Linked DNA regions of Sus scrofa: region 2 is linked to region 1. The links are chromatin contacts, called in public Hi-C maps. All regions are on one chromosome and are shown on one strand. Each heading gives the region's core, a stretch centred on a gene start, on an enhancer-like site or on the middle of the called end of the contact. The rest is flanking DNA. Distances are from core to core; before and after follow the strand shown.

Region 1 (5,909 bases), core at 924-3,423:
GGTCTTTGGGACTGACTCATTTTTAAAATGTTTAAGTCATGTTTTTTATTTCTTCAGTAAATCTTGTAATTTTATAGGACATTGTAGCCACACAGCCCGATCTCTCTTGTTTTCTTATTCTCTGTTACAGGGCTTATATGATTTTTATTGTTATTAGTTTAAACTTGACTATTGTAAAACTAAAATCTGTACTAGCCTATAGTTATACAGTTAACATGAAGCTGTGTGGAAAATTTACATGGGATCACAGTGTAAAAGTAATGAACTTTCCCTAATAGAGGGTTTCAAGTCTCTTTTAACATGCATATATCACAGACTCCACAGTTTTGATTTATCATATTCTCGGTGGCCCTAAGGGAGGAAAAGTAGTCATTAAGAAAGGGTGACAGGGAGAGGGAGGGAGTGGGGTGGTTGGGGAGCTTGGGGTTAACAGATACAAACTATTGCCTTTGGAATGGGTTAGCAATGAGATCCTGCTGTGTAGCACTGCTTATGATGGAGCATGATAATGTGAGAAAATAGTATGTGTACATGTATGTGTAACTGGGTCAGCATGCTGTACAGTAGAAAAAAAGATCGTATTGGGGAAATAACTATTTTAAAAAATAAATAAAAAACAAAAGAAAGGGTGACAAAATCATTACTTTGAGTGTTTCCATTGGATATGTTCAATGGTAAGACCCTTAATTTTATAGACGGTCTTTCAAGTATAGAGGAGTCAGGTTTTGAAGAGCTATAGAAGTTAGATGTCTTTTGAAGGTAGTGCTCAGACATAATTTGTGCCCACATTGATGAAAAGATAAGGTCTCAGAAGATGAATACATCCTTTATTTTCCCACAGAACTAGAGCTTACAAATTTTGCACACTTCCTGTTGTCAAGTGTGCAAAATTTGAAATCTTGTGAAGTGGTGACTAAATCCACTCATATGATCAACCAAGAACCTTTCTGAGTAATTCTCATCCCTCTTACTGCTCTGTTTTTTCATTGCCCATTTTTCCTCCGCAAGAAGAGACACATCTGTGTTGTTTCAAAAGGATTTATAAATTCCCCTCCTCAAATCAATGTCTAAGGGACTTGTACACATCTTATTTAATTTAACATTAAAACTCTTTGAATGCCTCCTTTGCAAGGTATTTTTCAAGACTGTAAATTGATAAAAAAAAATGAGTAAGACATGGCCCTCTTTTTTAAGGTACATTCAATCAGTTGTGTTTCTTTGTATGAAGAGGCACTGCTCAATTTGGAGGCATGGGGAGAGGCCATGTTGTAATAAAAACACTCTCAACTTTCTTTATATGATTTCATATATTTAAAATAAAAAATTCCCTTAAAAATTTTTTTTATTCTTATTTTTTGTAGAGCTGCAGGTGCAGCATGTGGAAGTTCCCAGGCTAGGGGTCGAATTGGAGCTGCAGCTGCTGGCCCTCACCACACCCACAGCAATGGAGGATCTGAGCCATGTCTGTGACCTCTTCCACAGCTCATGGCAATGCCAGATCTTTAACACATTGGGTGAGCCCAGGGATCGAACCCGAATCCTCATGGATACCAGTCGGGTTTGTTACTTCTGAGCCACAACTGGAACTCCTCCCTTAATATTCTGGACTATGAAGTGCCTGACCATTCAAAGGATGGAAGCACTTAGATCAGATTTTTCTTCTAGAAACAGATCTGGGACAGTGTAGTAGCTACACTTAATGATGTATTCTTGGGTTTTGTAAAGCCTAATTGGGTAAGGAATTTGCATTCAACCTTTTCACCCATACTTAGTAGTCAGATGTTGCTAAGACTTGAGCATTTGAACACAGTGGCTATTCCGTTCTGTCTGTTACTCTCTCAGGCCTCCACCCTTCCTCCTCTAGAAGAACAGCTTCCTCACATTATACTGAGAACATGAAGCCAGCTCAGCTTCCTTCTTTCCCTGCTTATAGCCTACCTTTTTTCGTCATACCCAGCCCACTGAATTTCACTCTCTTTCTGAAGAATGGCATACATGATCTCTAATGAAACCTAATCCCTTTACTTATTCTGGGACCCCATTCCTTTATCTCCTCAGAGACCAGGCACCATCAATAGTTCCACCTTTTCCAGGCCTCTTTTCCCTCAGGCATTTTTCAGATGTCCGGGATATGAGGTGCAGTAGACCCTAGGATTTCTTATGGAGGAGGCAGATGTCAGTAACTGGCATACACTTGGGTGAAGGCTGTGACTGAGATTCTAGGGATGCATAGATAGGCAGCAGAACCATGCCCATGTGTGAGCAAAGTTTGTAAAGGAAGGCTTCAGAGAGATTTCTTTGCTGGACAAGGAATTTTCAGGCTGAGGGAGTAGCATATTAGGAAAAGGGAGTAATTCCAAGTGCAGATCCAGAGGCACTATTATATGCCACTTAAAACGAAGATTGATTTTGGAGTTCCCTTTGTGGCGCAGTGGTTAATGAATCTGACTAGGAACCATGAGGTTGCGGGTTCGATCCCTGGCCTTGCTCAGTGGGTTGAGGATCCAGCGTTGCCGTGAGCTGTGGTGTAGGTTGCAGACACAGCTCGGATCCCGAGTTGCTGTGGCTCTGGTGTAGGCTGGTGGCTACAGCTCCGATTGGACCCCTAGCCTGGGAAGCTTCTTATGCCACGGCAGCGGCCCAAGAAATGGCAAAAAGACAAAAAATAAATAAATAAAGGAAGATTGATTTTCATTTGATCATTGTTTATTCTACAAAGCTTTATTAAATCCCCACTGCATACCAGGCACTGTGCTATAAAAGATGAATATAAAAGATGAGTAAAGCCAGTCATTCACAGTCATTGCCCCCATGGAGTTTACAGACAAATGGAGAATGCTAATAGGCCTTAGCAGGTAACAGAAATTTATCACTGCAAAGTGCAATAAAGGTGAGTCTGGGGGAAAATGGTTCTCTTTTAAAGACAGAAAATATGGCAGTTTAGACCATGGCAGGGCAGAGTTAAGGCAAGCCTCTTTGAGAAATTGATATGAATTGAGATCTCAAGGAGTGGGAGTTTGCAGGCAAAGGACTGGTGGGAAGTTCTAGGCAAGAGAATGCAGAGCAAAAGCCCTGTGGAAGGAAAAACCTAGCAAATTCCAGGTGCGACTGAAGTGTAAAGAGGGAAAGAAGGTCACAGGAAATGTCCACGTGAAGAGGTTGGAGGGGTTTAGATGCAGGCAAATACAAATGGACTAAATACAAAGAAATCCTTATCAGGATCAATGACGTGGAAATGCAGAGCACTAAAGACAAAGAAAAGAATTTAAAAGAGGGACAAAGGACAGTTATCAGGACAGTGGACCTCTCAATATCAACAACAAAGCCAAAAGACAGCAGACTGATTTTTAGAGAAAATAACTGTCAACCTGAACTTATTTACCCAGGAATAAAATCTTTAAAGAACAAAGGTGAAAAAAAACCTTTTTATGTCCAAATGCTGTCTTTCCTTCTTGTTAACCTTCTTTCTCTCAAATAGACTCTTAAGATTCTAGGAGGCAGGGAGTTTATCTTATTCACTATAGAATATTATGAGATTAAAAAGAGATTATAAACCAATTTGTAGACATTTACCTTTTTTCCCTCAAAAGTAGGAAGAGAGCTGGAGTTCCTGTAGTGGCGCAGCGGAAATGAATCCGACTAGGAACCATGAGGTTACGGATTCGATCTTTGTTTTCACTCAGTGGGTTAAGGATCTGGCCTTGCCATGTGAGCTGTGGTGTAGGTCGCTCATGTGGCTCAGATTGTAGGAGAAAATGTTCTGATAAAAAGGTAGAAAGGAGAGACCCTGGCCATGATGACCAAGCAAAGTCCAGACAACCGCCCCTAACCACCCCTCCCCCACACATCTGCTTCTGTAAATTTGTTTCCGCATCTTATTACTTTGCCAGTTCTAACTCTGGTCCGCCAAGCACGGACCTGGAAGAACTAGCCCATAAAAGCCTTGTGAAACCCCTCTTCGAGGCTCAGACTCCAGAGAGCCATCTCCTCTGAGCCCGCTGGCGTAATAAGCCTGAGTTCTCCAACTCTCCGAGTGCTCGCTTGGTTTCTTGCCGGGTAGAAGAGCTGATACACTGCAGCCACAGAGCTGCTGGAGCTGGTACGCTACAGCCACAGGGCTGTCGCTAGAGCTGGTACATTATTGTAGCCACAGGACTGTCGCCAGAGCTGATACGCTGTGGCGCAGGGCTGCAGGGCAGCTGCCGTAACAGGATCTGGCGTTGCTGTTGCTCTGGCTCCGTGGCTACGGCTGTGGCGTAAGCCAGAGGCTACAGTTCCAATTCAGCCCATGGCCTGGGAACATCCATGTGCCTCAGGTGCGGCCCTAAAACAAAACAAAACAAAAAACTAGGAAGAAGACCAAGAGAGAAATAAACCAAGTTAATCTGAACATATAAACGTTTTATCAGTGGTTATCTTTGGATGGCAAGTAATTTTTTTTCTTTTAGCTTATCTCTAAGGTTGTTTAAGTAAAAACAAGTGTTGGTGAAGCAGGCAAGTGTTATACTTGTTCAGTTCTTCTCGGTATACTTGGTCAGGTCGAGGTCATTAATAATTAGTGTATGCTTGTAGCTGATAGAATTATGGTTGACCTAGCCGTGTTTGACTGTAAAGCCTGCATTTGTGATAGGGCAGAAAAGGGAAATTAAGAATAATTGGAGATAAGACTACTCTTTTGAGAAGTTTTGGTGAAAAGAACATGAGGGAGGTGAAGTTATGGCTTCTTGGCCTTTTGGCTAAGATCACGTGAAAAGAGGCGAAGTTAGATTCGACAACTGTGCAGCCCTGCATCACTGTACTATCTTCCAGTATGCCATCTTCTTTCACAGGCAGAGTTCTTTTAATGTAAAAATTAAAGCCTTTCAGATGCATATAGTGAAAATTAAATGGCTCTCTTTCCCCCTGCTCTGACTCTCCCAGTGTTCCCTCCCAGTATTTTGTAAGCAGAGCAAATACTCCTGAGAGTCATTGTCTGTGCATATTATGTTGTAGGAAATGGGATCACGTTATTCATATGGTTCTGTAATTCTTTTCATGAAATACTACCTAGACATTACTTTTATGTCAGTGTGTATAGGTCCTGTGATCCAGTACTACATCAGCCTTTCTCAGACATTGCGTATACAATAGGACTTCTTCTTGCTTAAAATTCTCCCATTATTTCACATCGTCTTTTGAATTAGTTCATATTCTTCAGTCTGGCAGTCAAGATCTTCCAGGATGAAATCAACTTATATTTCAACTTGATCTTCCACACTCTTGGACTTGCCCCATACCCTAGCCAGCTTCACTGTTGATGATCCTTTGTGTCTTTGTTAATATTGTTTCTTGTGATTAAAATTTCTTTCATGTTGCTCCTCATCTTTTTGTGTCCAGATGCCATCTTTCCTTCTTGCTCTGCTCCCTTCTTCTTTTTTTCAAGTAGACTTCAGAGTTCTTGGGGACAAGGAGTATGTCTTATTTAACGTCATACATCCAGTGGCTTTTATAATTCATAGGGCTCTAGTCAGTGAATGTTCAGTGTACTTTTGTTTAAGTCATTTACTTATTTAGCTGATTTACAAAGATGAGTTGAATACAGTTAGCTTCCTGTCCTTCCTAGTAGCTTATTCTGGTCTCAACCCAGCTATAATGTCTTCCCCCTTTAAATTACCAAAGCACCTTGCATTGCTTGTGTCATTATCAAAGTCCTCTTTATAGTTATTTTAATAGATTGTAAGCTTCTTTTTTTTTTTTAATTTGTCTTTTGTTTTTGTTTTTAGGGCCGCACCCGCAGCATATGGAGGTTCCCAGGCTAGGGGTCTAATTAGAGCTCTAGCCCCTGGCCTACGCCACAGCCACAGCAGCGCCAGATCTGAGCCACATCTGTGACCTACACCACAGCTCATGGCAATGCTGGATCCTTAACC
Region 2 (5,909 bases), core at 1,773-4,272, 150 kb before region 1:
GGCCATGGGCATGGGGACTTCCATCGTGGCTTTGAGGCCGACATCTCCCCTGAAGACCTCTTCAACATGTTTTTTGGAGGTGGCTTCCCATCTAGTAAGTCCCCCAACTCCCACAGCCAGGTCTCCCTGGTAGTGATGTTGGGAGACTGGATGCCAGCCTCTCCCTTTCCCAGCAACCCCACTCCTGACTCAGCGCCTCTGACCCCCAGGTAACGTCCATGTCTACAGCAACGGCCGCATGCGCTACGCATACCATCAAAGGCAGGACCGCAGGGAGAACCAGGGTGACGTGAGTGAGGAGGGTGCTGGGGGGAGGACAGGGAGGGTGCCTGGTCCCACCCAAGTGGGTGAGGCCTGGGCTGGGTAGTGACATCCCTGGCTGAGTGTTCCGAAGCAGCACTGCCCTCACAGTTCTCACTTGGAAGCCCCCTTGGTGCCCCTGGCATTCTTCTGAGCAACCCCAGAGGGAGCCACACTCCACATCACCCCCAAAGGGAGTAGGGGTTTGAGGCCTCTGTAATCAGATGTCATGCAGAAACTCCTCTCCCTGCAGACAGGTTCCAGTGTGAATGCCTTTGTGAGGTCCATTTGTTCTTAAGGCCAAAGTGACATTTTCCAAGCAATGGAAAGTCAATGAGAGAATTGTAAAGGATGACAACATAGAGCTGGGTCTTCTTGCTTCTTTTCACCACCCTTGAAAAATGTGTACAAAAAATGTACAAGAAGACAATGCCTCAAACCTGTTTTGAATGCTACACATAAGAATAGCTGGCTGACCAAAATGAAAACAGTTAAGATTAAAATACTGTGGACAATGGCAAAGCATTTAAAGTTATGGCAGGCTGAGGGGTTCCGTTTAGCTCTGTCATTGTGGCCTCCTGTTTTTATTTATTCACTTTTTAAACTTATTTTGTGTGTATTTAGCATAAAAGAGAGTTTTGTGTGGTTTTTTTTTGTTTTTTGGGGGGTCTGCACCCACGGCATGTGGAGGTTCCCAAGCTGGGGTCCAAGCAGAGCTACAGCTGTTGGCCTACACCACAGTCACAGCAACGCTGGATCCGAGCCATGTCTGTGACCTACACCACAGCTCACGGCAATGCCGGATCCTTAACCCACTGAGCAAGGCCAGGGATCAGACTCGCAACTTCATGGTTCCAAGTCAGATTCATTTCTGTCGCGCAATGGGATCTCCCAAAAGAGTTTATAAGTCACAAATTATCACACAATGAACAAATTTATTAATTTTTATTTATAATTTCTTAACTGGAAATTTTTTTTTTTTTGACTTTTTTTGACTTTTTAGGGCCGCACCTGTGGCATATAGAGGTTCCCAAGCTAGGGGTTGAATCTGTGCTACAGCCACCGGCCTACACCACAGCCATAGCAACACCAGATCTGAGCCATGTCTGCTCATAGCAATGCCAGGATCTTTAACCCACTGAGTGAGGCCAGGGATCAAACTTGTGTCCTTGTGGATTCTAGTCAGATTAGTTACCACTGAGCCACGACGGGAACTCCTTAACTGGCAATCTTTAAATTGATAATATAGTCATATGGTTCAAAAATCAAAAAAAGTACATGTAATGGAAGTCTCCCTCCAGCCCTGCCACCCATTCTTTTGGAGGCAGACACTTGTGCTCATTTGGGGGAATATTCTCTCACAAATAAACACATATGCCAGCCTCCCACCCATTTTTAACCCCAGTTGCTGCTTTGTTTTATCTCAGGAAGCTGGCAGGTAGAGGAGCTTATGTATTTGGGGGACCTGTGGGAGGGAGGGGGAGAGAGTGGCACTGTGACCTGTCTGCATGGCAGCTGGCTCCTGCCACCTGAGCTCGGTTGTGCTGGGGGAGCTGGTGGCAATTGCAGCTAGCGTTGCACTTTCTCCCAGGTCCAGCTTGGGTGACCATTGGCTTTTCCCTCCAGGGTGGGCTGGGGGTGTTTGTCCAGCTGATGCCCATCCTCATCCTGATCCTCGTGTCAGCTCTCAGCCAGCTTATGGTCTCCAGTCCACCCTATAGTCTGAGCCTGAGGCCGTGAGTATCTGTAGCTGGGGCGAGACGGGTGGTGGGTAGACATGGGGTCTCAGGCCCCATGAAATCCATCCCATTGAAATCCAGCATAGAAAGCTGCTCAGAATCAAGAAAATAGACTTTCTCTGTTGGAATTCCTTTTTTTTTTTTTTTACTTTTTTGGCTTTTTAGGGCTGCACTCGTGGCATATGGAAGTTCCCAGGCTAGGAATTGAAATCAGAGCCACAGCCACAACAACGCCAGATCCAGTCTACATTTGTGACCTACACCGCAGCTCATGGCAACGCCAGATCCTTAACCCGCTGAGCAAGGCCAGGGATCAAACCTGTGTCCTCATGGATACTAGTCAGACTCATTTCCACTGAGCCACAATGGGAACTCCAGATTCTTGGTCTTTTTAGGATCACAGTCTCTTAAGAAAACACAGTGAAACCTGCAGATCTTTTCCCTGGAACACTGCAGGCACACACAATTTTGCATGATTTCATTGGCTTTGTGACACTCTCCCCATTTTATCTACTGGCCTTAAGAGCTTCTGCTCTTGCAATCTGATTGGGGGCCCTTGAGACCCTGGCAAGAACAGAGGCTTTAGAGTAAGAGTAAGAGTGGCTCCTCTACTAATTAAGCAGCTGTGAACCCTGGACTAATTACATAACTTCTCTGAGCCTTGGTTTCCTCATCTATAAAATGGAAATAGCATCTACCTGCTTGTGAAAACTAAATGAGTATACACATAAAGTGCCAGGCTCATCAGAAATGCTTGACACCATTCGTTGAATGAATATATGGTCTTAACCACCAGTGGTGAACTTGGGCAAGTTATCTGACCTTTTAAGGCATCAGCTCCCTCCCCGCGCCCCTGCCCCCACCTAGTGGCCAGGCTCTGCCTCGGAGCCTGGCAGGATCCCCCTCAACCAGCAGGGGGCAGAGTCGGTCCACTGGACCCACATCAGCCAGGGCAGCAGCTCTGTGGCCTGATGCCAGCTTTTTTCTCTGCAGCTGGGGAGCTGAGAGGCAGCAGCAGGCAGGCAGGGGCTGTGCTCACTGAAGCACTGACTCCTGTCTGCATGCTAAAGTTTTTCCCAGAGCCTGCAGGTGGAGCTGAAAGATAAGAATCCAAGAGCTGGAAGGGTACAATTCTTTGGAATTCCTCCTGTCGTTGTGTTCCTAAGCCTCGTAACTCTAGACTGGGAGCTCTTGGGGAGCCAGGCAGGCCCTCAGCAATGCGACTGGCCTAGGAATGAGTGAGGAAAAGAAGGCACAGGGATCTCAAGTCACATAGCTCGTCAGAGGTGAAGCCTGGACTCACTCCAGGATCCAGACTTCCCTCAGCAGCACCCCCTCCCCCCAAGAAAGGCCACAGTTAGCATGTGGTAAGCAGTGAGCCTGAGCAGGGCCTTGCTGTAGGCTGGGCCATTTGTACTGGAGGGATACCCTGCCTTTTCTCCAGGCCCTCCCTGGGGTAGTGCGGAGTTCCTGCTCTAGTTTGGGAAGGAAGCAGCTACTCCTGTGGCCTCTATGGCACCTCCTCTGGCAGACCCCAGTCAGGACCTGAGGGCCTGGGGACCCAAGCCCACTTCGTGCCTGGTGTATGTCTGTCCAGGTCGGTGGGCCACGTCCACAAGCGGGTCACTGACCACCTGAACGTCGTCTACTACGTAGCAGACACATTCTCTGAAGAGTACACAGGCTCCAGCCTCAAAATGGTTGAACGGAATGTGGAAGACGACTATATTGCCAATCTCCGAAACAACTGTTGGAAGGAAAAGCAGCAAAGTGAGTGTGTGTCTGTATTTGGGGTGCAAAGCTTGGAGCAAGGAAGGAGAAAGCCCTGCTCACCCAGTGATGTGTGGGCCCAGCACCTGGCGCTGCCCTGCGCCAGCCATGTCCCAGCCAAGAGCTGGACTCCACCCCCATGTTTCCCTGGGGATGGGAGCCAGGGGCCACCTGGAGATTGCCTCCAACTTGCCGTAGATCACTTCAGTCAGCCCGTTGTTTGCTTGCCGTGGGTGAGTGTATAGAGGGAGATTGGAGCACGTTTGGCCACCCACTGATGGGGCATCTGGATCCATCTTTGGCACCCGGAGCGGGGAGGTCTGACCAGGATGACATTTTCTCTCCTTGGCTGGCCTCAACTATACTACATAGAAAGGAGCCTCTAGTCCGCTCCCAAGGGGGACCATATTTCCTTGTCCAGGGTCTACCCTAAAGGGAAGCCAGCTCTGCCCCAGCTCCTGGGCCTAGAACTGCCTTCCCCGTCCCCCCACAGGCCAGGCAGGTGTTGTAGCACCTTAGGGGTGAGCCTAACCCTGCTCCATTGCTTTGCAGAGGAAGGCTTGCTGTATCGGGCCCGCTACTTTGGCGACACAGATATGTACCACAAAGCACAGAAGATGGGCACCCCAAGCTGTAACCGACTGTCAGAGGTGCAGGCCTCCCTGCATGGATAGTCCTGGGCCAGCCGTGCCACCGAGGTCCAAGTATGAGCCAGGGCCGCCTCTGCCCTGCAACTCCTGGCAGCTCCGGCCCTGGTCATGAGGCAGAGGAGAGTGGAAGGAGGAGGGAGGGAGGGAGCCTGGTGATCATGGCACAGTTTCCCTGTCCCCAGCTTGACCTCCACTGTGCAAAGATGGGACAGCTCTGGCATGCACTGGGAAACTATAGTCTGTCTCAACCCTCTAGCACTCTTCCACCCCACTGCACTCCATACTCTGGAGCTGTGGGGTGCCCAAGAGCCAGAGAGGAAGGGGAGCCCAAAGCTGCTGCTAAGGGCCACTCATGCCTCCTTGGTCTACAGCCATCGAGTCACCATGGCCTGTTCCCAAGTACAGCAGACTATCAATCTGAGCCCTGGGATTAAGGCCACCAAGTATTGCTGGGTCCGCAGTAGGCCCCACACGTCCCCTGAACCATGGGGGAACTAGTGGATCAAGAGCCCTTCCTCTTCGCTGTCCTTCTAGGCAAGAAGAAATGGAACCAGAGGGGGGGCAGCCAGGCAGCAGGCCGAGGGGGGGGGGCACACCCCCAGGCTGCTCCTTGTCTAGTGGGATCAGAGGTGCTTTTGAATGCCACTGCACCTGGAAGCCTGGAAGCCACAGGCATCCGGCCCACCCAGGTGTCTCACCTGAGGTCTGAGGAAGGAAACAGAAGGTCATGAGTTCAGAGCTGAGCAGAGAGCCCTCAGCACAGAAGGGGTGGGGAAAAAATGAAAGGTGCTGGTAGCAGGCTTCCTGCTTCTTTACGCTTGTGTGTGGGTAGCAGGCTCTGTTCCCAGCATTTGCCAAAGGGGACAGCTTGGACTAAGCCCAGAAGAGTGTGGGCAGAGCCGGTGAAGGTTCTTTTTTGTGTTGGTTCCCTGCCCACCCCCTCCTCTGTCTGTGTTCCCTCAGGGGCGGTCCAGCTACAGACTCTACTTTGAGGCCTTTCTGGCTAGTGCCTCTGGGAGGAAAAGAGACTGCAGGGGGCGGTGGGGGCGGGGCTGAGATGGGCAGGACAGGGCCAAGGAGCTGGCTGTTAGTGTGGGCTGAGTTAGAGACTCCGGGGCACATGCTGCCAAGCTAACTGTTACCACTCTCCTCCCCAGACTATGAAATCCCTGGAGAATTTTTGGTGACGTGCACTGAGCCAAGGTGATGGACTGTATGTTTAAGGAAAGACATAACAAGAAAAAAAATTAAAATGGAATTGGAGGCCGAATGCCACACAACTGCCCTCTCTCTCACCCAGTAAATGCAGAAAGCTCTTAGAACAGACAGGAAAACCTGCCACGGGGCTGCTTCCCTTCCTCCCAAGGATGGCAAAGGCTCAGGCTCCACATCGGCTCTCTCCTAGGATACAGAAACCATGGCAACGAAAGTAGAATGTAAAACTTGCAGC

What was found. Hi-C and Micro-C count contacts between places; a contact is called where the count stands out from the background.
Region 2: a contact with region 1 is called in a Hi-C map of retroperitoneal adipose tissue, with 2.3 times the contacts expected there. The contact joins two enhancer-like sites. A contact is called at or near these places in 1 of 5 promoter capture datasets (fetal liver), 12 of 47 Hi-C or Micro-C datasets (blood, embryonic fibroblasts, epiblast stem cells and 7 more) and 2 of 2 datasets of contacts at active chromatin or transcription factors (alveolar macrophages and skeletal muscle).

What each region holds. Positions count from the first base shown.
Region 1 is chr14:75,016,080-75,021,988 of Sscrofa11.1, reverse strand. All of the region lies in intron 7 of ASCC1 (activating signal cointegrator 1 complex subunit 1), which reads left to right. Among named protein-coding and RNA genes, the nearest start is that of SPOCK2, 51 kb to the right of the region's middle. Within about 2 kb of position 2,173, at least 3 of the 83 cell types and tissues checked have an H3K27ac peak or open chromatin away from gene starts, as enhancers often do. A contact at or near this core is called in retroperitoneal adipose tissue, where this site is marked.
Region 2 is chr14:75,170,639-75,176,547 of Sscrofa11.1, reverse strand. DNAJB12 (dnaJ homolog subfamily B member 12) reads left to right here. Exons shown (of 9, transcript XM_013983329.1): 5 at 1-94; 6 at 210-289; 7 at 1,927-2,036; 8 at 3,637-3,809; 9 at 5,617-5,909. The coding sequence ends at 5,666. Among named protein-coding and RNA genes, the nearest start is that of DNAJB12, 17 kb to the left of the region's middle. Within about 2 kb of position 3,022, at least 46 of the 83 cell types and tissues checked have an H3K27ac peak or open chromatin away from gene starts, as enhancers often do. A contact at or near this core is called in retroperitoneal adipose tissue, where this site is marked.